Linked DNA regions of Mus musculus: regions 1, 3 and 4 are each linked to region 2. A link is a contact called in public HiChIP or PLAC-seq data. All regions are on one chromosome and are shown on one strand. The core of a region is the stretch at or near the end of the contact, and the rest is flanking DNA. Distances in the headings are between cores, read along the strand shown.

Region 1 (6,824 bases), core at 1,797-4,296, 410 kb before region 2:
TCTGCAGTCTCCTTCCAGAAGTCGCTATACCAGTGGTTCTCAACCTGTGGGTTGTGACCCCTTTGGGGGGGGGGGGCTCCTAAGACCATCTGCATATCAGATATTTACATTACAATTCACAACAGTAACAAATTACAGCTATGAAATAGCAACTAAAATAATTTTATGGTTGGGGTGTGTGTGTGTGGATCACCACAACATGAGAAACTGCAGTAAAGGGTCGTGGTGGTGACAACTGGCTTCCTGTGAAGCCCACAGGCAGTAGCTGGGTGTCTCTGAGCACGTTCATCCTCATGCTTTAGAAATCCAATGCCACTTCAGTCTGGCACTTGGAAAACCCCTGCAGGATGGGGTCGTGCCCCTGTCCTTCCTGCCATCCTGAGCAGGTGATGTGTGTGTGTGGCTGTAGCTGCACAGAGTCACAGTCTCTCTGACATGCTGGGAAGTTTGCCAGACTTTTCACCACACTGTTCCAGGCCTGGCTTTGATGAGGGATCAGGGCCCCTTTTGCTACACTGCTTCTGAGAGACACTTACATTTCAGTCCCCAGAGCTCTGAGCTAGGACTAGAAGGCCACAGAAACAGGTAGATCCCACTGTCTTGGACCTGGATTATACCTAAGAGCAGGAATATCAGAGAGATAGGCAGCCACGTTTGATGTAGACCATGGCAAGGCAGACCATCATTAGATGAAGCCAGCAGTCCCTCTGTGTCACCTGCTAGCTTCCCTCCAGACTAAAGTCCCGAGACAGAGTTTATTAAAGCTGTCATCTGCCCTTTTCTACAGGGATCCTGCTGGGTTATAGAACTAGATCAGGACACCAAGCCAAGCTCAAGTCCAAGGAGCCCCTCCCGCCCTGCCTGCCCCTGAACACACGCAGGACACTGGTGCTCAGTGGGGAAAGGAGACCTCAGGACCTTAAGGACTTTGGGGCACAGCTAAGACTAAAGTGTGAGTCTGTTGCCCTTGAGGGCTTCATTTAGGGTCCCCAGGCTTCACACAGGTCTCCTACTCCTGTTTGCCTTCTCTTAGGGATTTTTTTTTCTTTCTATACCCTACCACGGAGCTATTCACCCCATCTTCTGCACTTAGAGATTTGTTCCTGCCATAGCATCCCCCACCAGGCTGGGAGCTCCTGGATCGGTTTTCACCAGGAGTGAGTGGGACCAGGCACAGGGCTCAGGGAGGCTTGGTCTCTATTTACATTGGCAGCCCTGCTCCCTACATTCCCCACCCATGCTAGGCCACCCTATCAAACTATCTCCTCTCCTCTTCACAGCCCATGTGGTCATGGGTGCCTACTTCAGGGAGCACTCCCACCTTCCTTCATTTCTACGGACCTCTGCCTGCTGCTCCTTGCATCTCTGCAATGTACCTGTCTTCCTTTCAGACCGCTTACCCCAGGATTCTAGCAATGGGGAGGGGAAAGAATTTGTACAGCTTACATTCCAGCCAATGCAACCTCCCGGAGCCTCAGATACCTTTCTTGGCTGAATGTGGGAGGTCTCCTGGGCCCAGGGAAGTCTCATTCCTCATCCATCTTGCCCAGCTAGAGCCCTGTTTACTTCTTCCACACATTCACTCCCTTAACAAACATATCCTGAACACTGGCGAGAAGCGTTATCCAGGGTTGGGGCAGTGGAGCAAGAAACAGCCAAAGGGCCAGTCATCCTTCAGTGTCTACACAGATTCAATCACATCTCGCTCAGCTTCGCTGTCTGACCGTACAGGGTGCTACAGGGTGCGAGCTGAGAGCGAGGCTCCAATATCAAAACTTGCATTAATTAGTTCCCTTCCTGCCGGCTCCTGAGGAATTGGGAGGTTACACGTTCCCCACTTATGTAAAAAAGGGTTCATACTCTTGTGGGAATAAAAGATGAAACATTCAAAGTCAATTTCTACGGCATACAGACATACAGGTTTCTCTCTCCGAGGTCTTTCTGCACGTCTCCGTCAAGCATCAGGGGCTCTGTGATGACCCAGTCACCTTGGGTTTCCAGGGACAGCGGCTCCTGAGCGGATGCCGGGCTCATCCCCCGCCTAATCCCCAGTGCTTCCTTCCTGGCCCCTCCACACAGCTCCTCTGCTTCCAGAGACTCTTCAGCACCGCAGAGCCAAGCTCTCAACACAAACTTGAACCTTCCGTTCCCTGTTCCCAAGGCTCTCCTTGCAGCCTCTGCTTTATGATTCAAATCTTCTATCCTTTCTAATCCAGAGATCCCCTCAAATCCCTGGACGCCCTGGCCCTTCACCTCGACGTGGATCGGTCTGGAACTAGGGACTCAAGATTCGGCTTAGGTTTCAACTTGAATCTAGGATCATTTGCAAGGTTCCTACAGTGGGGTGCGGGGTGGAGTGTCCCAAGTCCTCAGTCCTAGCCCAGGAGAAGGTAGACGCCCGTCCGGAGCGCCCTCTGGGGGACCTCGGGTTACCGATCTTCAGTGCAGACGCAAGGCGTCGGGAAGTGCGCACCCAAGTGCGGGGTCGGGTGTGGATCAATGGGGAAATGATTCACGCTGGAGGATCGGGACCCAGAGGCAGTGAGCCCTGGACTTCCTGGGGACTGAGTAAGAACCCGAAGGATCCAGGGTAAGGATGCATTTCACTACGGACCGGACCGTAGACTTAAGACTGGGACCTGGTCATAGCTCCGCCACCCTGTTCGTGACCCGGCTGCAGTCCTCACCCATTCTTTCCTGCTCCCCGCGGTCCCGGTCCCTAGCCCCCGGCTCCCATGACTTCCCTGGTTCCAGCGGGCGTCCTCATACCTAGGTTCCCAAACTGCCCCGTCCCTCCGCCCGCCCCGTCGGTGCGGTCTCACCACAGGCCCCTGGTGCGCAGCGGGCTCCGGGTGGTTAAGCGGGAGCGGAGGTTGGGCTGTGGCCCGGGCGCTCACCTTGGAGGAGTCCGAGGCAGAGCCACAGGCGCAGGTTCAGCGCAGCGCCCGGCTGCATCTCCGGCCCCTGGGCGCGGGTGGGACCTGCGCGGCCGCAGCTCTAGGCTGGGAGTGAGAGCGCGCGCCGAGGCGCCGGCGGGGCGCGGACCGGTCAGCGGCCCGGGGGCGGAGCCGAGGCGGCCCGGGGCGGAGCTCCGGGGGAGGAGGGTCACCGTAGCCTCAGCCCGCCCCTCGCCCCTCTCTGTCCCTTCCAGCTTGCCCCAGGAGAATCCAGCCTGGGTAGGGAGAGCGCCCACTTTGCGTACGTTAAAGGCTCCCAGTTCCAAAGCAGCCATCAACAAGCACAAACTCCAGGGCCACTGCGGGTGGGCGAGGAGTGCAGGTGACTGCACTGTCCCCCGTGCGCGTTGTGGCGCCGGAGAATGAACAAAACCGCATAGTATCGTTTTCTGCATTTCCCTTCCATCCATAAGCAGAGCGGCAACGAATATAACGTTAAAACGGCTGTACATTAAATCTTAGCAAGCGCCCTGCAGAAGCCAGATCTCTCTATAGTGTGAAAGACAGGCTTTCGCTTTAGCTTCCCCACCAAATACTTTTGCTCTGAGCTCATTCTAAGTCTTTTTTATCAGGTGACACTTCACTTTCTGTTTTGGCAAACGCTCTCGCACAGACTTCCTTTTTCTTTGTGGTTCCTTTGCTAGAATTTTCCTATTTCAAAATATATCCCAAATGACAATGACGATTTCAACCTTTTTCTGCTCTTATGTACTGCGTTCCCACTGTTCCCACGATCCCCACCTACCAGCCCGGACTCATCCTTGCCAAAAGTCAAGGCCAGACTGTTGTTGATGATGACCTTTTAAATAGTCGCCAACTCTCTCAACCACAGAACAGGAATGAAACTCCTAGGTATGCGTGTCTTTAACATCTGTAGACAGCGCTAACTAGTTTTTCATTTTAGCTTGTACTGAAATCACATTATGGTGTTGTTAATTGGCTTTTCCCTAACTGCCACTGAGGCTAAGAATATTTATTTACTTATTTATTTATCTATTTATTTATATTTATCTTTAATTCACTTTGCATCCCTATAACAGTCCCCCTCCCCTCTTCCCAGTCCCATCTTCCAAATCCCTCCTCCCATTGTCTTCTCCCCTTCTTCTCAGAGAAGGGGGATTCCACCCCGCCCCCCATCTTGGCTACCACCCACCCTGGAACATCTAGTTCCAGCAGGACTAGGCACATTCTCTTCCACTGAGGCCCAACCAGGCAGTCCAGGTAGGGTGAAGGGGAATCCAACGGCAGGAAACAGAGACTTGAGACAGACCCTGTTCTACTTGTTAGGGGACCCACATGAAGACCAAGCCGCACATTTGCTACAGATGTGTAGGGGGAGCTCCTACATGCTCCCTAGTTGGTGGCCCAGGCTCTATGCGCTTCCATGTTCCTTGACTCTATGGGTCTTCTTGTGGCGTCCTTGACCCCTCTGACTTGCTCATTTCTATCTTCAGACTCTTCCATAAGACTCCCCAGGCTACACCTGATGTTTGGTTGTAGGTGTCTGCATCTGACTCCGCCGATGCTTGATGAAGCCTCTCAGGAGACAGTTATGTTAGGTTCCTGTTTGCAAGAGTAACAGTATCATTAATAGTGTCAGTGGTTGGCTCTCTCACATGGGATGGGTCTCAAGTTAGGGTAGTCATTGGTTGGCTGCTCCCCCAGTCTCTGTTCCATTTTTATTTCTGTACATCTTGTAGACAGGACAAATTTGGGATTGAAGGTTTTGTGGGTGAATTGATGTCTGTCTCCCTCCTCTAGAAGTCCTGTCTGGCTATAGGAGGTGGCCACCTCAATCTCTATAGCCCCCTCTGGTAGAGATTTCAGCTAGAGTTACCTCCATAGACTCCCTGAATCCTCTCCCATCCCTGGCCTCCAGCTGGTCACCAGAGATACCCCTCCCTCTGCCGATTTCCATCCCACTCCCAGCCCTCTCAGACCACCCCTCCCTCACACCTGACTAACACTGCCATTCCCCTCCTCACCTCCTGTCCTACCTAGCTCCCTCTCTCCACCCACCTCTGATAACTAGTCTCCTCTTTTGGGTGAGATTCGTGTATTCCCCTGTGGGACCTCCTTATTACCCAGTTTCTTTGGGTCTGTGGATTGTAGCATGGTTGTCCTGTACTTTATGGCTAATGTCCACTTATACGTGTGTACATACCATACATGTCTTTCTGTCTCTGGGTTACCCCACTCAGGATGATATTCTCTAGTTCCATATATTTGTCTGCAAAATTAATGATGTCCTTGATTTTTAATAGCTGAATAGTATGCCATTGTGTAGATGTACCACATTTTATCTATCTTTAGTTGAAGGACATCTAGATTGTTTCCGGTTTCTGGTTATTACGAATAAAGCTACTATGAATATAGTTGAGCAAGTGTCTCTGTGGTATAGTGGGGAATCTTTTGGGTCTATGCCCAGGAGTGTCTTGAGGTAGAACTATTCCCAGTTTTCTGAGAAACTGCTAAATTGATTTCCAAAGTGGATGTACAAGTTTGCTCTCCCACCAGCAATGGAGGAGGGTTCCCTTGCTCCACATCCTTGCCAGCTTGTGCCATCACTTGCGTCTTTGATCTTGGCCCTTCTGATGGCTGAACTGAGGCACATAACTGGGCATTTGGATTTCAAGTCTTTTGCTCTAGTGCTTGGTTTTTTTTCCCCCCATCTGCAAGGAGGTTCTTCCTTCTTTTCTTTTTTAAAATAAATTCTGTATGTAAGTCCTTGGTCAGTTCTGTTTTCTCTGGCTATGTAATAATTTCCTCCAAAATTTGAGGCATAAAGTGATAACTCTTCTTTTTTTCCTTGTTTTTTTTTTTGAGACAGGGTGTCTTTGTGTAGCCCTGGTTGTCCTGGAACTAGCTTTCTAGACCAAGTTAGCCTCAAGATTAGAGTTCTGCTCACCTCTGCCTCCTAAATTTTGGGATTAAAGGCACATGCTAACACCCAGTTGTGAAAAGGCAACTCTTAACTTTATTTTTGTTTGGTAAGTCAGGTTTCAAGAGGCATCTCTGTGTCACGTTTGATTGGACATTTTCAGGGTTGCTGTCAGTAGTCTGAAGGTACCACTGGTGGGAAGGCTACAGGGATAGCTGATGATCACCTGGGAGCTCAGCTGAGGCTGTTAGTTGGTACATCCACTCAGAACCTTTCCCCGTGACAATCTAATACAATGGTTGCTCCTAAGTGAATTGCATGGTCTCAAAGAAACAGAGCCCATGCACAGGAAGATCCCCCTACTTCTTGGTAGGGCAAAGCAAAAATGTGTAGGGTGAGGGGTATTGTGGACGCCATCTTTGGGAAATACATATGGCCACTGAGCTACCAAATTCCCCCTCCCAATCATTCTCTCTTTTTTTTTCTACAGAATCTTGCTCTGTTGCCAAGCTCCCCTCGAACTTTTGGGCTCAAACAGTCCTCCTATCTCAGCCTCCTGAATAGAGTAGCTGGGAACCACAGGTGCACCCTATGCCTCCAGCCCCACTCTAATAGTATCTTTGCACTGGGGAGGGAAAGATGTATTGGTTTAGAAGAGTAAGCGACTTTCCTTCTGGCTAGTGTCATTTATATTCATCAAAGAAATATTTTTCTGCTTGATATCACAAAGACATCTGCTACCTTTGTCATTGACAAATTCTCAGTTTCTCTTTTACATTTAGACCCCAGGCACCTGTAATGGTGAAGGAGAGGAGTCCAGCTTACCTTCTCTTTCTCCATAATAACCTGTGAAGAGATCATTCTTTCTGCGCGGTTTTTCTGTCTGTGGCCGTAAATAAAGCATGTGGTTGGAACAGACTGCTTTTTGGGCTTTGTCTCATTACCCAGTTTTGTGCTGATCCCATGTTGAACCTTTGATTCCTATC
Region 2 (7,225 bases), core at 2,788-5,287:
TACTTGATCATTTTCTCATATAGTTTAACACCTTATTAAAACAAAATTCATGCTTAATTAATTGCCAATATAATATAAAGCAGGTGTTTTCTTAAAATATTTTTGTTTTGTCTTTGAGACAAGTCTCACAATGTTACTGGGGTTGGCCTTGAACTTGAAGTCCCAGACTCAGAGATACCAGGTTTAGCCTGTCAATTATCTGGGATTACAAAAGTGTGATACTGTTCCTGGCAGGAGATAACAAGGCCATGGAGGCACTGTCTTTATGTTACAGTGTATTGATGCCATTATTGTGGGCCTGGGCTCCTCATAAAGAAGTCTTACTAAGGTTCTCTCTGCTTTTCTGTTGTATGCTGCCTTCTACCACGTGAAAACAAAAACAAAGCAAGAAGGTCTGAGGACATGCCAGCACTTTAACCTGGGACATCTCAGGCTCCAGAACTATGAGCAGTACGGTTTTTGTTTGTTGTAAATTACCCAGTTTGCAGGATTTCTCTCCTCCCGACTGCTAGGATTTCAGGTATATGGTGTTACAACTCTAAACTTTTCACATGGGAATCTGAACTCTGATCCTTTTGACAAAAAGCCATGTATTCAAACTCACCATCAATTACTTGACAGACTGAATTATTTTCATTATCCTTAGTCACTTCATTTCCTTGGGGAATGTATGATTGGCTAGTAACTGGCCTCAACTGCATGAACCACAAACACTTTATTTGCCTTCACAATCTAGTCAGAAGCCAAAGTTTCCTTAACTCCTTGTTTAAGTACAGGCTATTTGGCTCTTCCAATAGTTCACTCAATCAAAAACACGGGCATCAGTAGCATAAATGCTGTTAGCTTAGCATATAAGGCAACTGAGAATGTGTAATAAGATATACTGCCATTCTCATGAACATACCATTAAAAGGGTATAAGCTGATGGGCAGTGGTGGCACACATCTTTAATCCCAACACGTGGGAGGCAGAGGCAGGCGGATTTCTGAGTTCCAGGCCAGCTTGGTCTACAAAGTGAGTTCCAGGACAGCCAGGGCTACACAGAGAAACCCTGTCTCGAAAAACAAAAAACAAAATAAAACAAAGGGTATAAGCTATAAGTCCTTCTTAGCTTATTGTAGACAAATGACCCAGTAGTCTGCCTACTTGCTGCTAGATAATATCAAAAAAAAAAAAAAAAAATCAAAGCTAAAATAGGCTGTTATGTAATGGTACTATAGATGTTAGGAGTATATATACTTTTAATGACAACTAAAATAGAGTAAAACAAACGGTGTCAGAAATTTGCTTTAAAATGCTTCAACCAAGAATAAATAAATATATCAGAATCCTGAAACTCTGGGCATACAATTCACTGTACTACCTCTACTTTGCTTAATATATATATATATTATTCATATATATATATATATATATGAATGAAACGTCACTATATAGCACTGGCTGGCCTTGACTCACAGAGCTCCACCTGCCTCTACCTCCTGGGACTAAAGACAGCACTGCTGCCACCACCACTACTAATCAGTTGGAGAACAGACTAAGAAGGGATAAGAGAACCAAGAACTAGAGTTGCAAGATGAAGTTATAGTACAATCAATAAAATGGATGTGGTGGCCATCATGTGTTGTCCCCCATAACACAGAACAAAAAGGTTTTAATTTCTCAAAACTAGATGGGAAATCTCTTGAGCCAGTTTCTGATAGACAGAATGACCTTAACCATCTGTGAAAACATCTGTGGTAACATCAGTGAAAAAGCCAACCATGAGAAAGTCTCTATCCCTCATAAATTACTTAAGACTCACATTTCTGGCAATTTCTGTACTTTTTCACATTCTACTGCTAGGTTCTACAAAAGTGCAAGCAGATATCAAGAACCTTCACTTTACTACCTGTTCTGGACAGCGAGGAGTTAGTTCTCAAAAGCTGAGTCAACTCACAAGAGAGCACTCTTGGTTTAGTGGGAAGTGACGCCTACAGTGGGGCTGCAAGAAGAAACAGGTGTGATATACCTGCAGCTACTTTGAATTTCCAGATTTCAACTGTTTCCCATAAGGGAGTATCCTATATGTCAAGTGTGGTACAGGGCTTCTGTAACTTAAGCTCTTAGGTGCCATATTTGGTGACGAGAGGATGAAAGAGGCAACTCAAGAGCACTCAGTGGAAGAACGTGCGGATGGAGGATGGAGTCTAAGTGATATGCTGAAAAGAGGACGATATGTGCTTTGGTCATTTTTTGCATTTAATTTATGAGAAGCATATGCAAATGGTTAACAAGATTTGTTTCTATTATTTAAAAATTAGGAATAAGGACAGGAGGGATTTTTATAATGAAATATTCTCATAGTAGTGAAAGAGATACTTTTAGATACTCCAGCAATAAGGGAAGCAAGAGAGCATGAAGGGCAGTGGAGAGATTTTTCTGAAGCTAAGGGCCCACTCAGAGATTAGCTTGAAGCAATTAGTGTAGCCCATTTAACTGAATGCAAAACAACAAAAAATACCTTATTAACCTCAGTCCCTCTTAATTTCAAAATCCTTATCCTAATACAGAATCATTCCACATAATACCATTTGGCAAAAAACACTAGAAACAACTCAAAGATTATCAACTGCAGTCTAGAGATTTATCTAAAGCATCCTTTAAAATGGCCAATCTGCTACATGTTTGTAAAACAAACAACCCACCCGTTTCCGTATGAGTTCTGTAAAACAGATTCAGTAAAAGAAACAGAGAAGCAGGACTTATTATGCTACCACCTGTCTGAATAAAAGAGGAACGACTTATATATTTGCTAGTATTTAAATGAAGAAGTCCTTAAAGTCTACTCAACATCTTAACAAAAGTGTTTACCTTTTAAGGTAGGGCCCAGAACAACCTTTGAGAACAGTAAAAGAAAATCTTGTTTTCATATTTTGCATTAAATTTTTGTTTTTTAAAAATCTTTGTATTTTAATGCCTTGGACACGTGAGCATTACGTATTCAAACACACACACACACACACACACACACACACACCCCAGACAAAAGCGCACACACACACACACACACACACACACACCCCAGACAGACAAAAGCTTCAGGCGTACACAAACGGTCTTGGCCATCTAGACTAACCATCTTAAGATAACACACTAGCCGCGGCTCTCTCCACCTGACCTTTCTTTCTTTCACACCGCTGCCCCAGGACTTCCCCAAGCGATCACTTGGGTTCAAGTGCCTTCGCTGGCTTTTCCCTAGGCCAACACTTTCTCAGTTTGCGGTGGGGTGGGGGTGGGGTAGGGCAGATGGCGGCCTCCGGTTGCACCCACTGCTCTACAGATGAGTTTCTCCTAGGAGAGGGCCAGGAAGTGGAGAACGGTCTGCTTCCAGAGCCGCAAGTGTCTCTCAACACCTCTCCCCCACCAAAATGACGGGAAGAGGTGACCGAATCAGGTCATCTCCAAGTCTCAGAAACAAACTTAACCGCAATCAGGGCAAATTTTTAGGCGCTAATAATCGGGATTCTCCTCTTTCTAAGCCCGAAACGGCCATGACAGTCAAGGAACACCGGGGCGGACTCTGGCCCTTCCTCGGCCCAGGGCCTGCTCCGATGGCAGCCTGCCCGCGCGCCGGGCCCGAACCAGGGCTCTTCCTTCCCCTTCACTCCTAGAGGACGCTCCCCAGGGCGTGTGGAAAGTCACGCTCTCCCTCCCCCACTAGGACCCGCCCGGGACCGGAGGGCAGAGAAGGGAAGGGCGTGGCGGGCCGGGGAGAGGCGGGAGCGTCGGCAGCCCGGGACTCACGTACTGGCTGTGGCGGCACCGCGGGAGCCCGGCCGCCGGCGGGACAAAAGCGCGGACTGCCTGGCCGGAAAGACCCGAGCCGCAGGGGCACTTCCGAGGCCGCTCTGGGAAGCTGGAGGACTGACTCGATGGTCGGGCTCTGATCGCGCACGTGACCCGCAGTTTGTGGGTGCTCTGCTGGCCTCCTAATCCCGGCTGGTCTGCCCGGAGAGGAAGGGGGTTCTAGTTGTCTTGGACTTTTATTGCAATTCCGGGGTGCATTGGGGGCGGGTATAATCAAGTGGTGTGGTAAAATAGATACTTCACTTCCTGCTTGTGAAGCTGAGCTCATAGTTAACAAGCGAGGCTGGGGAGAGTCTTAGGAGGGAGGGCTGGGCTCCTGGGAGAAAGCGGAATATGGGGGTCCCATACCCCTTATTTCTAAAAGACCCTCCTCTCCCAAAGCCAAGACCCTCAACAAAGCTCAAATTTCCAGGAAGCCTGCTATTCGGAGACTGCAGAAGAAAAGTAACTGTCTCTCTCCCGGATACCAGCAGCTTCGTGTTTGTTTTCCAATGAGGACAAGCGACAGAGGTGAATATTTACTTACCAAAGCAGACCTGGCTCCATGTTGGGAACAGCATCTGTCCCAACCAGGCATACCCTGATCTCAACTTCCCAGCCCAGGGGCTGAGCTGCCCTTTCCCCCAGAGGTTCCTCCCTATATAATCTAGAAGTTTTGGTCACTCTTGCTTGCTCTTTTTCTCTTCCTTTATCTGAGTGCACCCCCCCCCCCCCCATGGGGACTTTCCTGGCCTCAGTCCTCGGAGCTAGTGAACTCGCCCACAGGAGAGCAGCTTCTCCGTAAACCTGCCTTTAATCTAATCTAACTTGAATTGGCTCCTTTCCGTGGTGGCAGAGAAATAACCTATCACAGCTACCTTCCCCGTTCTGCCTCTAACAAAATCCCCCTCACCCTCCCCCACCCGTAACTACAAAACTCCAGTTTAAAGCCTGTAATCTGCACCAGTCTACTCCTGTTTTTTATATCTTTGTAGGCAAGCCCTAACTCACCTTAATGACTTGGAAATGTAGAAGGAATGGCAATTTGAGTGTAGTAGTATCTCGACTGCATTTGGGCACTAAGGTCTATGCATCTCTAAGGTGGTCAGGGCAAGTGGAAAGTCTGCGGTAATGTCCAGCAGAGTAGGAAAACAGTGAAGCCCAAGATGGAGCAGGGTCCTAGGTCCTTGTCAGGCCAGCAAGCAGCAAGTTATGGAGAAGAACATGGACAAGTTAGGGGTTGTTGGGGGATTCTTCTACAACCCAAACAGTAGCTGAGACACAGCTACAAGTGCTTCAAATGTGACCAGTGCCACTGAAGACCAAGTGTCTAATTACATTTCATTGAAATAGCCACATGAGTGCTAGGATCCCACTTACTGGATAGCACAACTCTGGGAAGAGCTTTGGGCACTTCTTTGAGGCCTCTAGAAGAGTCCATAGTCTAAATTAAAGGCTATCACATTAGGCTGGCCTGCTCACATTCCAAGATTTTGGATTTTTGTTTGTTTGTTTTTCCTTTTAGATAATTAAGTATAAAAATAATTATATCTGGATTGGGACACTTTTATTTAGTAAAGGATAGCAAAGGATCATAAAGCCTAAATAAATCATCTTGATTAGGTAACGTTTATTGTGGACAATGTTTTTATTTTCCACCATGGTTTTTGTTATTCAGGCAATTTTTTTTTTGGCCTTGTATTCACACACACACACACACACACACACACACACACACAGAGAGAGAGAGAGAGAGAGAGAGAGAGACATAGACACAGACAGACACATAGACACAGACACACACACACACAAACACAGACATTCACGTGGACACACAAACACACAGAGACACACACAGAGTCCTTTTTTTAGCACTTGTCCTTTGGAACAGCTACCAAGACTGTCTACCTGTTGTATAGCTACTATGTACATTTGGTGGCTAATAAACACATGCAATATGGCTAGTATGAACTAAGATATATTATAAATGTAAAATTGGCACTGGATATCCAAGCTAAGAAAAAAAAAGAATAAAAACAGAATAGTTACCTAGTGATAACCACCATTTATATAAGATCCCACACACTTTTTTTTTTTTTGAACAAATTCTTACTCTGTAATTCTGGCTGGCCTCAAACTCACTATGTAGATCAAGCTGGCCTTGAATTTACAGAGATCTGCCTGTCTGTATGCTACCACACACAGACTTCCTTCCTTTTTCTACCACCAGTTGAATGGATTTTTTCTTTTTTAGAGTGTTGCAATCATGCTACCTATGCACTTTTTAGTGATTTAAAATATAGTGTTATTCATTATGATTTCTCATAATGCTGTTTTCTGTGTTGTTCTGTTGAATTAGAATCTCATTAGCCATTCTCCTCTTGTTCATGTATGAAGTGCTTCCTAATTAAGTGTATAAAAACTAAATTAGGTCTATAATAAACAATACTGTACAACAGTTTTTCTGTATGCATCTTGGACAAAGAGAGGACATTTTTACAAGTCCTAAAATAAGGACAGTAAGGACTGGGGCACTAGAGAGTGTGGCAGGGGAAACAGTGAAAGCAATGAGAGAGCCAGAAGATAACTACCTACCAGTTACTATCATTACTTCCTGTTGCAGCTGGATAAGAAAAAAAAAAACATAGAATATAAACACTGCAAAGCAAGCATATAATTATCCTACTTTCAGATAACAAGATTTTATTTTTATTGAGCTCAAGGGAATTAACTTGGAAAACCAGAATAAACAATGAGACAACACTGTAAAGTATGTGTTTTCAGAATTAACAGAGAAAGCAATAGTTTCCTTATGCATAAACTATAATTCTAATAAATGAAGCAAAAGTACATTTATAATAGGAACCAGCAGAAAATGAAATAGGAGCTAACAATACACCTGCACGACCTATATGAAGAAACTTTGCAGTGTTCCCGGGAACGCAGAAGTGCAACTGAACGTATGCAAAGTTTCCTGGATTCCACTGAGAGGAATGACTCAGACTCAAAGGTGCCCCCTTCTCATCTGTAATGACTCTCGTAACTACAGTCACAACCTCTTTGCAACCCACCATTGGTCCTGAAGTTTACATGGACAATGAGTAGAGACTCTTGCTTATTTCTAGCCAGTAAATGCCTTAGAGAAAGAACCAGAGACGGGGGAGGACTACTAAAACTTATCAGTAATTAAGTGGACATATTTCCAAGGCAGGCTTATAAACTAATTAAAGAGCAACATAGGGTCGGCATTTAATATTTTAAATCAGTGTGGGGAAGATAGCACGGGACAACTGGGAGGCATTTCAAAGCAGATAAATTTTGATTTAAACTTAAATTTAAATATAAATATGTATAAAAGATTTAAGTGTAAAATGCAAGTATGAACCATGAGTGGGGT
Region 3 (6,995 bases), core at 619-3,118, 390 kb before region 2:
TAAATGGGGTATGCAAACTACAGGTAGATGTCAGGCCTTCTTTCATTCATCTTGCCTTCATTCATCCTGCCTTGGTTACCTTCTAGGTCCAAATGAAGAATAATGCCTTTAAAAAGGACTTTTAGCTAGGCAGTGGTGGCGCGTGCCTGTGATCTTAGCACTTGGAAGGTAGAGGCAGGCAGATCTCTGAGTTCGAGGCCAGCCTGGTCTACAGAGTAAGTTCCAGGACATCCAGGGCAAACAGACAGAGAAACCCCATCTTGAGAAACAAACAAAAAGTATTTTTATTTAGTCATATTGGTGGTGCACACCTTTAATCTCAGCACTGAGGAGGGAGAGGCAGAGGCAGAGGGGCAGAGGGGCAGAGGGGCAGAGGGGCAGAGGGGCAGAGGGGCAGAGGGGCAGAGGGGCAGAGAGGCAGAGAGGCAGAGAGGCAGAGAGGCAGAGGCAGAGGCAGAGGCAGAGGCAGAGGCAGAGGCAGAGGCAGAGGCAGAGGCAGAGGCAGAGGCAGAGGCAGAAGCAGGTGAATCCCTGGGAGTGTGGGAGGCCAGACTGGTATATAGTACATATATACATATATATATACATACACACATATATATAGTACATTTCAGGACAGACAGAGCTACATAAGAGAAAGAAACTGTCTCCTTTTTAAAAAGGAAAAATACTGGTTCTAAGTGATTGTTATCAAGTCATGGTTAATAAAAGTTAAGATACTAACTTTTAAAGTTATCTACAGTAAAGGCCTATGTGATGTATCGTAAATATTGTCAAATATTGTAGGTGGCTGTACCAGCTGCTGTGATCAGCATATACGATGATATCTGTCCCCCACCCCCCCATTCCTCTATGTCATATTTCAATCCTCCCTCAAGCTCTAACTCCTGGGAACCACTGATTTATTCTCCATCCCTGAGAACTCATCTTTCCAAAAATGTCATATATATGGAGTCATGAGGTAAGCACATACCTTTGTGGATGTGGTTCATTGACCTAGCACAATGCTTTTTTTTTTTTAAAAGATTCATCTAAGCTAGGGTATTTGCCAATAACCAAATAATTTTTAAATATTAAAAATTATTTTATTTTTTATTTACTTATTCATTTTACATCCTGATCACTGCCCCCTCCCAGTCATCCCCTCCCACAATTCTCCCCCACCCCCTGGCACATCAATTTTCTGTGACTCCCTCTAAGGCCAGACAAGGCAGCCCAGCTAGAAGAACATATCCCACAAACAGGCAACAGCTTTTGGGATAGTCCCGCTCCAGTTCTTTGGGACCCACATGAAGACCAAGCTGCATATCTGCTACACATGGGCGGGGGGTGGGGAGAGGCCTAGGTCTAGATCATGTATGTTCTTTGAAACAACCAGATTTTGATGTAGAAGTTGTTTAACCTTGAACTTTGAAAATGATAGAATTCTTTTTGAACATTTCATGAAGTGATTAACGGGAGAGTGTGGCAGTGTCCACTTAGACTCCTGTATCCGCCCACTTCTACTAGATACCTAGAGCTCGCTCCAGCCTTGCTATCTCACTCCAGGTCTGGATGGCATAGGTGAGCTCTGCTTCTGAGCAGGCGTTCCACTATTTCGGAGAAAGTATGCTGCGGCCTCCAGGGCATGTTGCTGAGCTCGGAGTCCCTTAGCCCAATAGTTCTTTAGCTAGGGGACCTCAGTGTTGAACGGCTCCAACAGTGGGGGCAGGGGTGTCTCCTGGCTTTTAGACAAGAGAACGGTTCATCCTAGAAGGTCCTGGTGCGTGCCCTTCTCCCGCGTGGTTGTTGCTCTCGTGCCCATTCTTCGCTCATACGTTCCACTGCCCCGTCATAGGCGATACACCTCACAGTGCGTGTGGGTTTCACTTTGCTGTGTGGGTTCTTCAAGGCTAGGGAAGCGTTTCTGAGCCATTGACTATTTGAAGTCTCCAGTTGTTCAGAGCTGTCCGGATGGGTGGATACCTGAGCCGGGCTCGCCCTCCGCCTCGCCCTCCGCCTCGCCCTCCGCCTCACCCTCTGCCTCGCCCTCCTCCTTGCCCTCTGCCTCGCCCTCCTCCTTGCCCTCTGCTTTGCCCTCCGCCTCGCCCTCAGCCTCGCCCTCCGCCTCGCCCTCCTCCGCCTCGCCCTCCACCCCTGACCGTGTCCACTAGGAACCTGCAGAAGAGGCCCTCACCACCGGCCCACCGTGTTTCCCGGTCTCTCCGGGCTAATTCAACAAATGGGAGTCTGAACTCGGCTGATAGTCGGCCTTTTGAAGATGATGCAGCTTTAGCCCATCCTCAGCACCCTGAGCGCGTTGTGGTCGTTCACACGCAGCAATATCCTGTGGAGGAGTTTTCCTCTACATTTTTAGGTAGCCAGCACAAGTCAGTGCTGTCTAGATCCAGGATGTCCCGAAGCTCGGTGATCCTGAATGTGTTTTCTAATATGGCCAGAGTCACACTCCGTTTTGTTCTGGGACAGCTGGTCCCGATTATATGGTCTTTTCTTACTGGCCAATTTGTGAGTCAATCTAGGAAGGAGACACAGATTAGTGCTCTCCAGGAGAGCAGTCAAGTTCAAATCAAGGAAAAGAACGATGTCACCACCGTGGGAGAAGGTGGAGAAGGATTTGCCAATCAGGAGGAAGGCTCCCCGGTCACAGAGACACCTAATGATCAGGGAAAGGACTCTGATCTCAGTGTGAGTGCCTCGTCGGCTTTTACACATTTGTTTATAAATGGTGTACTCTCTTCGTTTATACCCAAGCCAGGTCCTCTGGGTAAACTTATCCTTTTCAAGAACTCAGCAAAGAGCTGGATTAAGGAAAACCAGATTGCCTTCAAGAGCTCATACAAACGAAATGCCATCGCCAGCTCTTACAGTTCCTCTCTAGCACAGTGGCCACCAGAGAGAATTTGTGTGGATGCAACCGGAAGGGCTGCACCTGGTGCTCCTTCAGGAGCCCAAGGTGTTTTCAAAGACTCTGCTGCAGGTGCTACACCAGGTGCTGTCTCAGGTGCTGCTCCAGGTGCTGCCACAGGTGATGCTGCACGTGCTGCCCCAGGTGATGCTTCAGGGGCTGCCATGGGGGGTATGGGGTGTGCTACCACAGGTGCTGCCCCAGGAGCTGCTTCTAGTATTGCTGCAGGTGTTGCCCCAGGTGCTGCTGCACCTGATACCAGAGGTGCTGTCCCAGGAGCTGCTCCAGGCACTGCTGCAGGTGTTGCTCCAGCCGCTGCTTCTGGTGCTGCTGCACGTGCTGCCACATGTGACGCTTCAGGGGCTGCCACAGGGGGTGATGCCCCAGGAGCTACTTCTAGTAATCCTGCAGGTGTCCCAGGTGCTGCTGCGCATGATACCCGAGGTGCTGTCCCACGTGCTGCTCCAGGCACTGCTGCAGATGCTGCCACAGGTGATACTTCAGGGGCTGCCACAGAGGGTGCTGCCCCAGGAGCTGCTTCTAGTAATGCTGCAGGTGTTGCTCCAGGTGCTGCTGCACGTGATACCCGAGGTGCTGTTCCCGATGCTGCTGCTTCAGGCATTGCTGCAGGCATTACTCAAGGTGCCGCTTTTGGTGTTGCTGCACTTGCCCCCCCAGGTGCTGCCCCAGGCGCTGCTGCAGCTGTTACATTAGTTGCTGCTGCAAGTGCAGCTCCAGGTGCTGTTACCTCAGGGGCTGCTGCGTGGGCTGACCCAGGTGATGCTTCAGGACCTGCTGCAGGTACCGATGCACATGCTCCTCGAGCTGTTTTAAGAGGCACTGCAGCACATATTACCCGAGGTTCTTTGAGAACTGCTGCTGCATGTGCTATCGGAGGTGCTTTGAAAGAAACGACTGCACATGCCACCCAAGATCCTCTGAGAGCCACTATTGCACATGCTACCCGAGGTGCTTCAAGAGGTGCTGCTGCATGTGCCATCGGAAGGGTTTTAAGTGGTGCTGCAGCACCTGCTACCCAAGGTGCTTCCAGGGGTGCTGCTGCACCTGCTACGGAAGATGCTCTGAAAGGTGTTGGTGCATGTGCTATTCGAGATGCTGCCAAAGGTGCTCCTGCATATGCCGTGCCACAATCAGGTTGGGCTTTATCCCAGTTGCAGGTGCTTCCCAAGAAACGCAAGAAAAAAAGCTATAAACTTAGATCTTCAGGTAGTCCGGAAAGAAAGAAAAAGAGACCCAGTGAAGCAGAGCACAAATGGGTGTCATACAGTGTCACAAATGCTCCTCAAGTTCAGCAAGGATACCCATGGAATGGCTTCCCCAAACCTGATATTCCAAGGCCTCTGAGACGTAAGATCCCTGTGTTGCTACCACCCCATAGTCGAGGTGTTCTGCCCCAACCCCCAAAACAATGGTTTCATATCACTGTACACAACTGTGGCCTAGAGAAGGAAACTGCACCTTGAAGGGTAAGTGGAAGGCTGTGTAGACAGCAATTCCACACAGCTTTCCTGTTTTCTGCTGTGTCTGCTGCAGGAACCTTCTTCAGCACCTTTCCCTTCGGTCCCATCACTCATTCAGAGGGAAGAGAGAAGTAGGAAGATTAAGATCTCTAAGCCTGGTTTTCATAATATGCTCCAATGGCTGCCTCTGGGGGCCATTTTTCTTGGTTCCCCCTAAATCCCACTTTGCTTTGTCCGAATATAAAGAAACAGATTTATGTCCCCCAAGTACCGGCCTGCTTGGTCTTTGCAAGTAATTTACCCTAGCTTTGCTCTTCGGTCAGCCCAAGAAACTCATCTGGCCTATGGAAAATGTGGTAGATCCACTAAGCTTGATAACTCTACCCAGAGAGACAGTATTCTAATCTCACCCACTTCATGCTACAGCAAGGCAAAGTTGAGTGATTGGTGTATGTTGGTCTAACCCCGTGGATCCTGGAACATAAAGGGGAGCTTCAGGTTGATTTTCCTCTAGGTGTCAATCAGGGTGGCTACTGCTGATGGAGATGCTACTTCTGCCTCATCCGGTGCTTATTTGGGCAAAATAAATTCACACTCACACACACACACACACACACACACACACACAACTGCTTGATGTAAAAAATGAGTTATCTGTCCTCACGAAACACACATACACAAACCAAGATGGTCTAGATCAGCAGTTCTCAACCTTCCTAATGCCACCACTCTTTAGCACAGTTCTTCACCTTGTGTTCTTTCAATGCTACTTTGTAACTATAGTTTTGCTACTGTTATGAATTGTAATATAAATATCTGATACTTTCAATGGTCTTAGGTGACACCTGTGAAAGGGTCATTTGGTCCCCAAAGGGTTCGTGACCCACAGATTGAGGACTGCTAGTCTAGATTAATCTTCATATGGCCTCTATGATATCAAATACTCTGTAGTTATTAACCTCCCTTTATTTCTCTTCACATACTCTTATTTGTGTCTTTTACAGGTGCCAAGGCCTGGGGTCACTAAATGACCTGTGCATAGCCACATGTCACTGAGCACTTAACACTGATCTTCAATTCTGAGCATCCAGTTTTTTATACTCTATAAATTTAGTATAATATCACATTCTATGTTAGCGTCATTTTGACACTTAAATAAAATTGTTATCCAGTATGCTTGTTGCAGTTTCTGATTTATAATAGTGTGAGATACATCTAATATCTTAATATTATGTCCTTTTTGTTGGTCATAGCTGTGACCCCTCCCCCCCAGAAGCCTAAGAAGTCTTCCCAACATCCCATGTCTATCCTGAGGACGGTCATTTGTTGCTGAGGGTTCTGACTCAGGATATTCTTTGACCCTTTAGTCCTCGGGACACTGCACTGGTACCCATTTCTATTTAGAGCCTTGGTGAAGGTTACCTTCTCTTCTTGGAACCAACCTGTCTCATTTCTACTTCTCCTGCTATGATAAAATACTCTGACAAAAAGCAAGTTAAGGAAGTCAGGGTTTATTTGGGATACAAGTCCAGGTTATAGTCCACCACTGCAGGAAAATCAAAGTAGGAACTTGAAGCAGATGGTCACTTTTCCAGTTTGGAGCAGAGAGAATAAGTACCTATGTGCTTGCTTGTGTTCAGCTCCGTGCCTACCCTTAGAAAGCACAAGACTCAAACCCAGGGAGTGAGTGGCGTCACCTGTAGTGGACAAGTCCTCCCATCTTAAAGCAATCAAGATAATTCCCCACAGACATGCCTAAAGTCAACCAGGTCCAGACAAACTGAAAGCCTCTTCCCAGATGATACTGGGCTCTGTTAAGTTGACAATTAAAACTAAGCACTGTACACTCTGTCTCTAGCCACCAAAGCAACAATCTCTGTGTCCAGAGCAAGATGACTCTCCTTTGAGTGGCATCATGGTCTCTCATCTCTGATTCCTAGGTATTCAGGTCGGCAATTCCAGATGAATTACAAATTCATTATCCCCTAGTGCATTTTTCCATATTGTTTTTTTAAACATCTTTTGCTTTTTACACTTCTTTGATTTGTTTGTTATTTGTTGAAACAGGATTTCTCTGTGTAGCCCTGACAATCCTGGAACTCACTCTGTAGACTATTCTGGCTTCGAACTCAGAGATCCACCTACTTCTGTCTCAGAGTGCTAGGATAAAAAGCATGTACCGCCAGGCATTCTGTGATTTTTAAATGTGAAATATTTATATGGTTGATAAATAGAGATTTTATGTCTCAGTTTAGAATTCTTCTCAATCCCCAGATATCAACTTAACAGACTTCCCAAAGATTAGTAAATTTACCCAGGAATGGACATTGCAGAAGGAACGTGTGTATCATGGTAATCTTTGCATATATTCAAGGAGGTGAAGACAAAGAGGATTGTATAAGTTTTATTTATATATTTATTTATTTGAGACACGGTTTCTCTGTGTGGTCCTGACTGTTCTGGAACTCAATCTGTAGACCAGGCTGGCCTTGAACCTAGAGATCAGCCTGTCTCTGCCTCCTGAGTGCTGAGATTAAAGGTGTGCACCACCATGCCTGGCCTGTAATTTATTTTAAAACAATACCTTTTGGCTACAAGTATCAATAACA
Region 4 (6,639 bases), core at 1,394-3,893, 440 kb after region 2:
AACCTTGGCTTATTTAAACGTTTAATGATTTATTTATTTATTTACCAAAGAAGCAAATATTTCTAATGTCAAGTGCCATTCCCCTTACAGTTAGGCTTGTCTGTAGAATGGAAAAATTGAAGCATATCTCATGTGCACCCGTATTGAAAGTGTCATATAAAAGGAGGTTGCCTGCTTCAAGAATAGCAAACATGGCACCTAAGGAAAAGAGGCTTTCAAAATAAACAGCGCTGGGGACCGAAGCCAGGTCTCATGCATGTTAAACACTACACCATAGAGCTGGAGCCCTCGTTCTTGGAAATAGCTTCAAACTCCCAAGTTCTAGGGATAATATTACACTCTTTCTCTTGTTGCTGTGTGGTGGGGAAGTCACTGAGATGGGGGTGGGGTGTACCATTGGGACTCTCTACCTCCTCACATCTCTGTGGAAAATAAACAGGGTATGCAGAACTGGGCTTTAAGATCTCATGGTCTGTCTTCAGTGACCCACTTCACTTAGTGAGGCTCCATCTCTCAAAGACTCCACGACCTCCCCAAACAAATCCATCATCGGGAAACCAAGAATCCACACGTGTGAGCCTACGAGGGGCATTTGAAATACAGAGCACAGTAGCTCTACAGGAACCCTGGCACAGCCTTCGTAGACAGCTTCCACTAAGGTTAACTGTTTCGGTGATGCTCTTGATTGCTGAGGGTCCAGTTCAAGTTCATGTGTAGCAACCAGATTCCATGTCTCTCTAGTCTCTCTCACCTTGGAACACATCCTCAGCCTTCCTTGTGCTTCCATGAGCTAGACACAAATGAAGATTGCAAGGCATGCGTTTCGCAGACTCCCTCTATGTTCTTGCCCTGTTTCTTTATGGTGAATTCTAACATGCATTTTGGCTGGAGTGGCACAGTGTGGCTATCTGGTTGCTGTACTTTGAGCTTTAGGCTGGCCTCTCTCTCTGCTGCAAAGACACTCTTTGTTCTCCTTGTAGTGAATAAATATCCTGTGAGGAGATACTTTGAGACCCCGTGTATGTCCTTTTCCTTATCAATCTGTGACATGCTAGAGTTTCAGCATCCAATGATGTTTCATGTCTAAATTAGTCAGCATTATGAAGGTTGCCATGGTGTCCAACTTATTCCATAGATTATAAAACACTACTGCTAATTTTTCTGTTTTTATGCACACACTCACACACACACACACACACACACACCTGTGGAGGTCGGAGGTATCCTGTTCCACCCTTTCCACTTTATTTTTTGTAGGCAGGGCAATAATATTGAATTGGGTGCAGGGAGAGGAACATTAACTAGAGTATGCACAGTGGCTATCAGTGACCCAGGTGATTCTGACATTATTAGAAGCAGGGCCAGAACAGACTGATAAAAGTAAACAAGAAAAGCTTTCTTTAAAAAAAAAAAAAAACTTTGCAAGAACTCCTTAAACAAACAAACAAACAGAGATTAAGTCTCTCATTTTGTTTTATATGTCTACCCTATTATCTGAGACTGGCAGGTTTGAGAAGTCACTCTGTAAACAGATCAATTCTGAAAGCTAAGAAGTGCATGTCATAGTCACAGAAATAAGAGTTAGCTGTAAACCCGTAAACTTGAGCCTCCTCCTCCTCCTCCTCCTCCTCCTCCTCCTCCTCCTCCTCCTCCTCCTCCTCCTCCTCCTCCTTCTTCTTCTTCTTCTTCTTCTTCTTCTTCTTCTTCTTCTTTCCTCTCTGTGTAGCCCTGGCTGTCCTGGAACTCCTTCTGTAGACCAGGCTGGTCCTGAACTCAGAGATCAGCCTGCCTCTACAATGCTGAGATTAAAGGTCATCATGTCCTGTTTAAGTTCTCTCTCTCTCTCTCTCTCTCTCTCTCTTTCTCTCTCCCTCTCTCTCTCAGAAAAGAGCCACATCAAATATCAAATAGACTGTGAGATTGTTAGGCTGCTGCCTCTCTGAGACTCAGGAGCCTGCCATTGTGGGAGCTCTGTCTAAAGAGAAAACAGTTTTCACATATTTCTCTATAATGGCAACAGAAGTTAGACTATTGTGAAAAGCCATTAGGCTTAGACTTCCCATACTGCACTGAGAGGTGCTTATCACTGCAACCCCTAATGGCTAAACTCAAAATAGCCCATATTTTTGCATTGATAGAGAATGAGCCACTGAGGGCCAAGAAATATCCATTGTAACAACCCTTCAGCCATGTAATTTAAAATAATTACCAGTTAAATGAAAATAAAATAGAGTCCATAATAACAGTAACAATCACTGTAGCAGCAGTTCTTACCCAAGTACTGTTTGTTGGAGCATTACCTAGGAGAAGGTCCCCTGCAAAAGGACTGTCTGCACAGGGAGCCGTGGCTGGCTCATTATGCTGAATAAGGCATCAGGACTGCTCTGGGGCACTTGGCAGCCATAGACCTCATCTTATGTTCTGTCTCTATTACTGTTCTCATGTGGTTTCAAGGAATTTGTTCACCAATGCAGAAGGCAGGATGCCACTGAAAATCAAGGCTAGGGAGTAGACGGGTGATCCTTCTCAGTGGTTTTATGTCAGCTGGGAGAAGGGTTGAAGCGATCTCCTTGTCCTTGGTGAGGGTCACACTGACACTCTCTCAGAAAAGGTGAAGCTCTTTTGTGAGGACCTTTGAGTGCGTGTGTGTCCTCGTTGAGTGGCTTTGAGTGGGTACATGTAATAGTCTGGAGCCGGTTCAGATAGCTGTGCAGAAACTTTTCCGAGTGTTCAGGAAAACAGAAGGCATAGGCTCTCTGGGCTAATGGTAGTTTTTCCTCATTTCTCTGTTAGGGTGCCCTAGAAGATCACCCATTTCTTTCTTTCTTTATTCATTCAATATACATGTATTGATTACCTACTGTTTACCATATATTGTATTAAGTGCCTGGGTTGTTCAGGCAGCCCTGATTGCTACCTCAGGAATCTGATAGCCTGGGAAAGAATAGACTCATATGGATATATAAACAGGGTAATGGGTGGGGGAAGAGAAGAGAGGACTTGGGAGGATAGAAGATAGACACCATGTCACTGAGGGAAACTTTAGGAAAGTTCCACTTCTGCTAAGACCGGAAATCAAAGAACAATTCGGCCAAGCAACTGACAGAGGAGAGGATGTTCCAGGCAAAGGCACTGCTGTAGATCAAGGCTCCGAGTGAGCATGAAGGCTGGTTGCTTTGAGAAACAAAAGGAGTTTCAAAGCGTTGGATTAAGCAGGTTAAAGGAGAATGTGCCACGAGGTAGGAATAACTCTGCCAAGGGTAGGGTCAAGGAAAGCTTGGAGAGGATTCTATTCCAAGTGTGGCTAGAAGCTTCTGCACAGGAAAAGTCAGTGCTTAATTTCTGTCTATAAAGGCTCAGCCTTGCAATGCTGGTGGGGAGCAGCCTGTGGGAGCTGGGAGTGAGTGGGTGCTGGAAAACCAGGTAGGAGTTCCTTTAGGGATGACTTGGTCCAGGAAGATGGCGGAGAATAAGGGGAAGCTGACTGACGGACACCCACTCAGGCAGGAGGATGGTTCTGGCGTGGTCAAGCTATGAAGAGGAGGCAGGGTGAGCTTCCTGATGGCCGGTTTGAGAAGTAGGGCCAGTAGCACAACACATCCTCATGGGAGAGAGAAGACGACAATGGAGTCTGAAGATGAAAGAGTCTGGCCATGCCTAACAATGCACAATACCAACCTCATTCTAGGAACGCAAATCCCCTGCCTCTGTTGCTCAGCTGTCGTCACTGTCTTCCTCCAGAACTTTAGTATCTGACCCAGCTGAACTCCAACCATCTCGTTCTAACACTAATATTACCCCAGTCCCCTGTCCACCTCATTCTATAGAATGCTCCTAGAAGTCTGTCTGCTTTTGACACATTATAAAAGGGTTGGGGGCCATAGTGGGAAACATCAGTTAGGATTTCAGAAAATTATGATTTATTGTTGTTGTTGTTGTTGTGTGTACTTGTGCATGTGCTTGCACTATGGCCGGCCGGTGAAGGTCAGAAGATAATTTTGTGAAGTCAGTTCTTTTCTTCCTCTTTACTTGGGTCCCAGGGATTAAACTCAGGTCACCAGGTTTGGGAAACAAGTGCTTTGCAGGCAGAGTCATCTGGCTCTGATCCATGAAGAGGTTTTTCTGCTCAGTTGAATCCTAGTGGCCAAGGTGTGCAATGAGTTCATAAATATCTCACCATGGTGTTCTTCTGAAGGCTTCTGGTTTTTACCAGGATGCTCTGTGTTTGAGGGTGATGTAGTGGCTACTCCTGGTTGTCAACTTGACTCTATTTGGAATGAGCTACAATCCAGAATTGGAAGGCTCCCCAGTGACCCTTATCTGGAGGCTTGGAGATAGAAGTTTCTGATCTGGATCTTGGTATGGAGATCTTGAGGCATAGTGGCTATGGATTCCAGAAGATTGAATCTTCGAGTTCAAGGTCATCTGGGATTAAAGGTGTGGTGGAACACATCTTTAATCTGGGCTACACCTTTCATCTGGGATTAAAGGTGTGGTGGAATACACCTTTAATCTGGGCTACACCTTCTTCTGGAGACAATATAAGGACATTGGAAGAAGGGAGTCTCGTTCTTGCTCCTTCGCCTGCTTGCTGTGTGAGACTGAGTAACTGCTAGATCCTTGGACTTCCATTCACAGCTGCGACTGAACCATTGTTGGGAACTGGGCTGCAGAATGTAAGTCATCAATAAATTCCTTTACTATCTAGAGACTATCCATAAGTTCTGTGACTCTAGAGAACCCTGACTAATACAGGGTATGAACATTTATGCATTGGGTTCACTTTTGATTAACAAATGACAATTTGTACCTGTTTCCTCCCCCTCTCTCCCTCTTCCTCTCCCCTTCTCTCCCTCCTTCCTCTCTCTCTCTCTCTGTCCCCTCTCTTTCTCTCTCTCTCTTTCTCCCTCTGCCCCCTCTGGGTTTTTGAGACAGGGTTTCTCTGTGTCCTGGAACTCATTCTTCAGACTAGGCTGGCCTCTAGCTCACAGAGATACAGCTGCTTTTGCTGCCTAAGAGCTGGGATTAAAGGCATGTGCTACCAGTGCCTAGCCTTTTAAAATATTTATTTATTTATTTATATTCATTCATTCATTCATTCAAGATATAGTAAGATATGGTCTCATGTAGCCAAGGCTGGCTCAAGCTTGCCATGTAGCTGAGGATGGCCTATTACAGGTGTGTATCACCATATCCGGTTCCCCTTTCTGATCCCTGTTGTTGCTCTCATTGAAATTAATGGACAACAACTGTGTATAAGCTGCAGGTTAGATCTGTGGAGAGCCTCAGAAGTGAGGATTTCACTGTTATGTTTTGGAAGGTATGTCTTCTGAAAGTCGGATTTGATGACCTTCAGAACAAGCAGGTGACATCTTGCTTGCTTTTACCTTTTTTTCCCCCTTTAACAAAGGAAATGTGGGTTTAAAGTACTTTTCAATTTCTCTATGGGATTCCTTTCCTCCTCTGGTTTCTCTACTCCTAATGAGCTAACATAAAGCAGTCCTTTGTCTTCTATTATTCTTCAAAGCTGTTGATTTACCCTGAACAGAACGAAGGCCAAGATGTTATTAAAATAAAACAACTTCCAATTGAGCTGCTAATAAATGCTGAAATGCACCCACATCTCCCCTATTGATTACCTCCTGCCAACAAAGGCAAACACGAGCTTGTAAGGCAAGCTGCCCGTGGAAATGAAAGGTTTAATTAGATGAAACAGAATGAACGGCAAAATCCACCGCACGTGGTCATCAAACGATTGCATTTCATAATTGGCTCTTTGAGACATGCCTGCCTCTTGAGCCTTTTCCACTTAAAGAGTTCCCTACGGTGCACCCAGAGGAGCGCATCTCTAGTAAATATCCCCCTGAGCACTTCACCAGCTCCGGGTTGTGGACTAGAATGAGGTGTATAAATCAGGTGTAGTGGCTCGTCTTGGAATTGAGGCAACAAGCGAGAGCAGGGAGACGGATCCTTCTGCAGCCTAGGCCCGTGTCTAAATGTTGAAGAGGGGGATTTGAAGAGCTGTTGGTGGAGCAGGTGAGGAGGAACCACCGATTCCTAAAACGGAACTCAGGAACACGCGGGCTCAGTGAGTGAGTGTCTGCCTCGAAAGTCCAGAGCCTGGCAGCTGCACTGATATTTAGTGATGAGAGGGTATTAAAAAGCTGGTATTCACTGCATGCGAGGGTTTCAGACTCCCATCAGTGTGCAGCTTCTTGAGACAGTCAGAGAAAGAGCAGTAGAGACATTATCTGTGGCAGCCGTGCAGCTCTCAGCCATTTGCGGGTTTTGCTCCACGGAAGCCCAAAGCACGTGATTAACTTCTGAAGGGCGGGTTTCCTCGTTCACACGTCCTTGCGGCTGTGGTTTGTTATGAACATGGAACGTGATGTCAGTGATTCCTATCCCATGGTAAGGCGGCACCCACCAGAGCACCAAGGGCTGTCTACTGTTTACAGCAACAGTTCACCTTTCTTTTTTAAAAAATTTCAACTGTGGCAAATTTTTTCTTTTTTCTTAGATATTTTCTTTGTTTACATTTTAAATGTTATTCCCTTTCCTGATTTCCCCTCCGAAAACCCCCTATCCCCTTCTCCCTCCTCCTGCTCCCCAACCCACCCACTCCTGCTTCCTGGCCCT

What was found. HiChIP or PLAC-seq counts read pairs in DNA pulled down with a chosen protein or histone mark.
Region 1: a contact with region 2 is called in an H3K27ac HiChIP or PLAC-seq map of embryonic stem cells, with 10 times the contacts expected there. The contact joins the promoter of Flt4 here to the promoter of Zfp62 in region 2. A contact is called at or near these places in 1 of 39 promoter capture datasets (hippocampal neurons), 1 of 484 Hi-C or Micro-C datasets (nephron progenitors), 2 of 115 datasets of contacts at active chromatin or transcription factors (both in embryonic stem cells) and 1 of 9 other capture datasets (embryonic stem cells).
Region 3: a contact with region 2 is called in an H3K27ac HiChIP or PLAC-seq map of embryonic stem cells, with 4 times the contacts expected there. The contact joins the promoter of 1700024J04Rik here to the promoter of Zfp62 in region 2. A contact is called at or near these places in 1 of 39 promoter capture datasets (hippocampal neurons) and 1 of 115 datasets of contacts at active chromatin or transcription factors (embryonic stem cells).
Region 4: an H3K4me3 HiChIP or PLAC-seq map of bone marrow-derived macrophages shows a contact between it and region 2, with 5 times the contacts expected there. The contact joins the enhancer-like site here to the promoter of Zfp62 in region 2. A contact is called at or near these places in 5 of 39 promoter capture datasets (the C10 cell line, hematopoietic stem and progenitor cells, liver and 2 more), 9 of 484 Hi-C or Micro-C datasets (CD4 T cells, the G1E-ER4 cell line, the N1E-115 cell line and 5 more), 6 of 115 datasets of contacts at active chromatin or transcription factors (the NIH/3T3 cell line, bone marrow-derived dendritic cells, bone marrow-derived macrophages and 2 more) and 3 of 9 other capture datasets (adipose tissue, liver and macrophages).

Annotation. Positions count from the first base shown.
Region 1 is chr11:49,605,901-49,612,724 of GRCm38.p6, reverse strand. Flt4 (FMS-like tyrosine kinase 4) reads right to left here and starts at 3,046. Exons shown (of 30, transcript NM_008029.3): 1 at 2,898-3,046. The coding sequence starts at 2,955.
Region 2 is chr11:49,200,104-49,207,328 of GRCm38.p6, reverse strand. Zfp62 (zinc finger protein 62) reads right to left here and starts at 4,037. Exons shown (of 4, transcript NM_009562.3): 1 at 3,791-4,037.
Region 3 is chr11:49,585,205-49,592,199 of GRCm38.p6, reverse strand. 1700024J04Rik (RIKEN cDNA 1700024J04 gene) reads left to right here and starts at 1,868. Exons shown (of 2, transcript NM_001378508.1): 1 at 1,868-4,273; 2 at 5,391-5,560. The coding sequence starts at 1,954. The coding sequence ends at 5,413.
Region 4 is chr11:48,756,200-48,762,838 of GRCm38.p6, reverse strand. No RefSeq gene overlaps it. Among named protein-coding and RNA genes, the nearest start is that of Gm36109, 40 kb to the left of the region's middle. Within about 2 kb of position 2,643, at least 1 of the 459 cell types and tissues checked has an H3K27ac peak or open chromatin away from gene starts, as enhancers often do.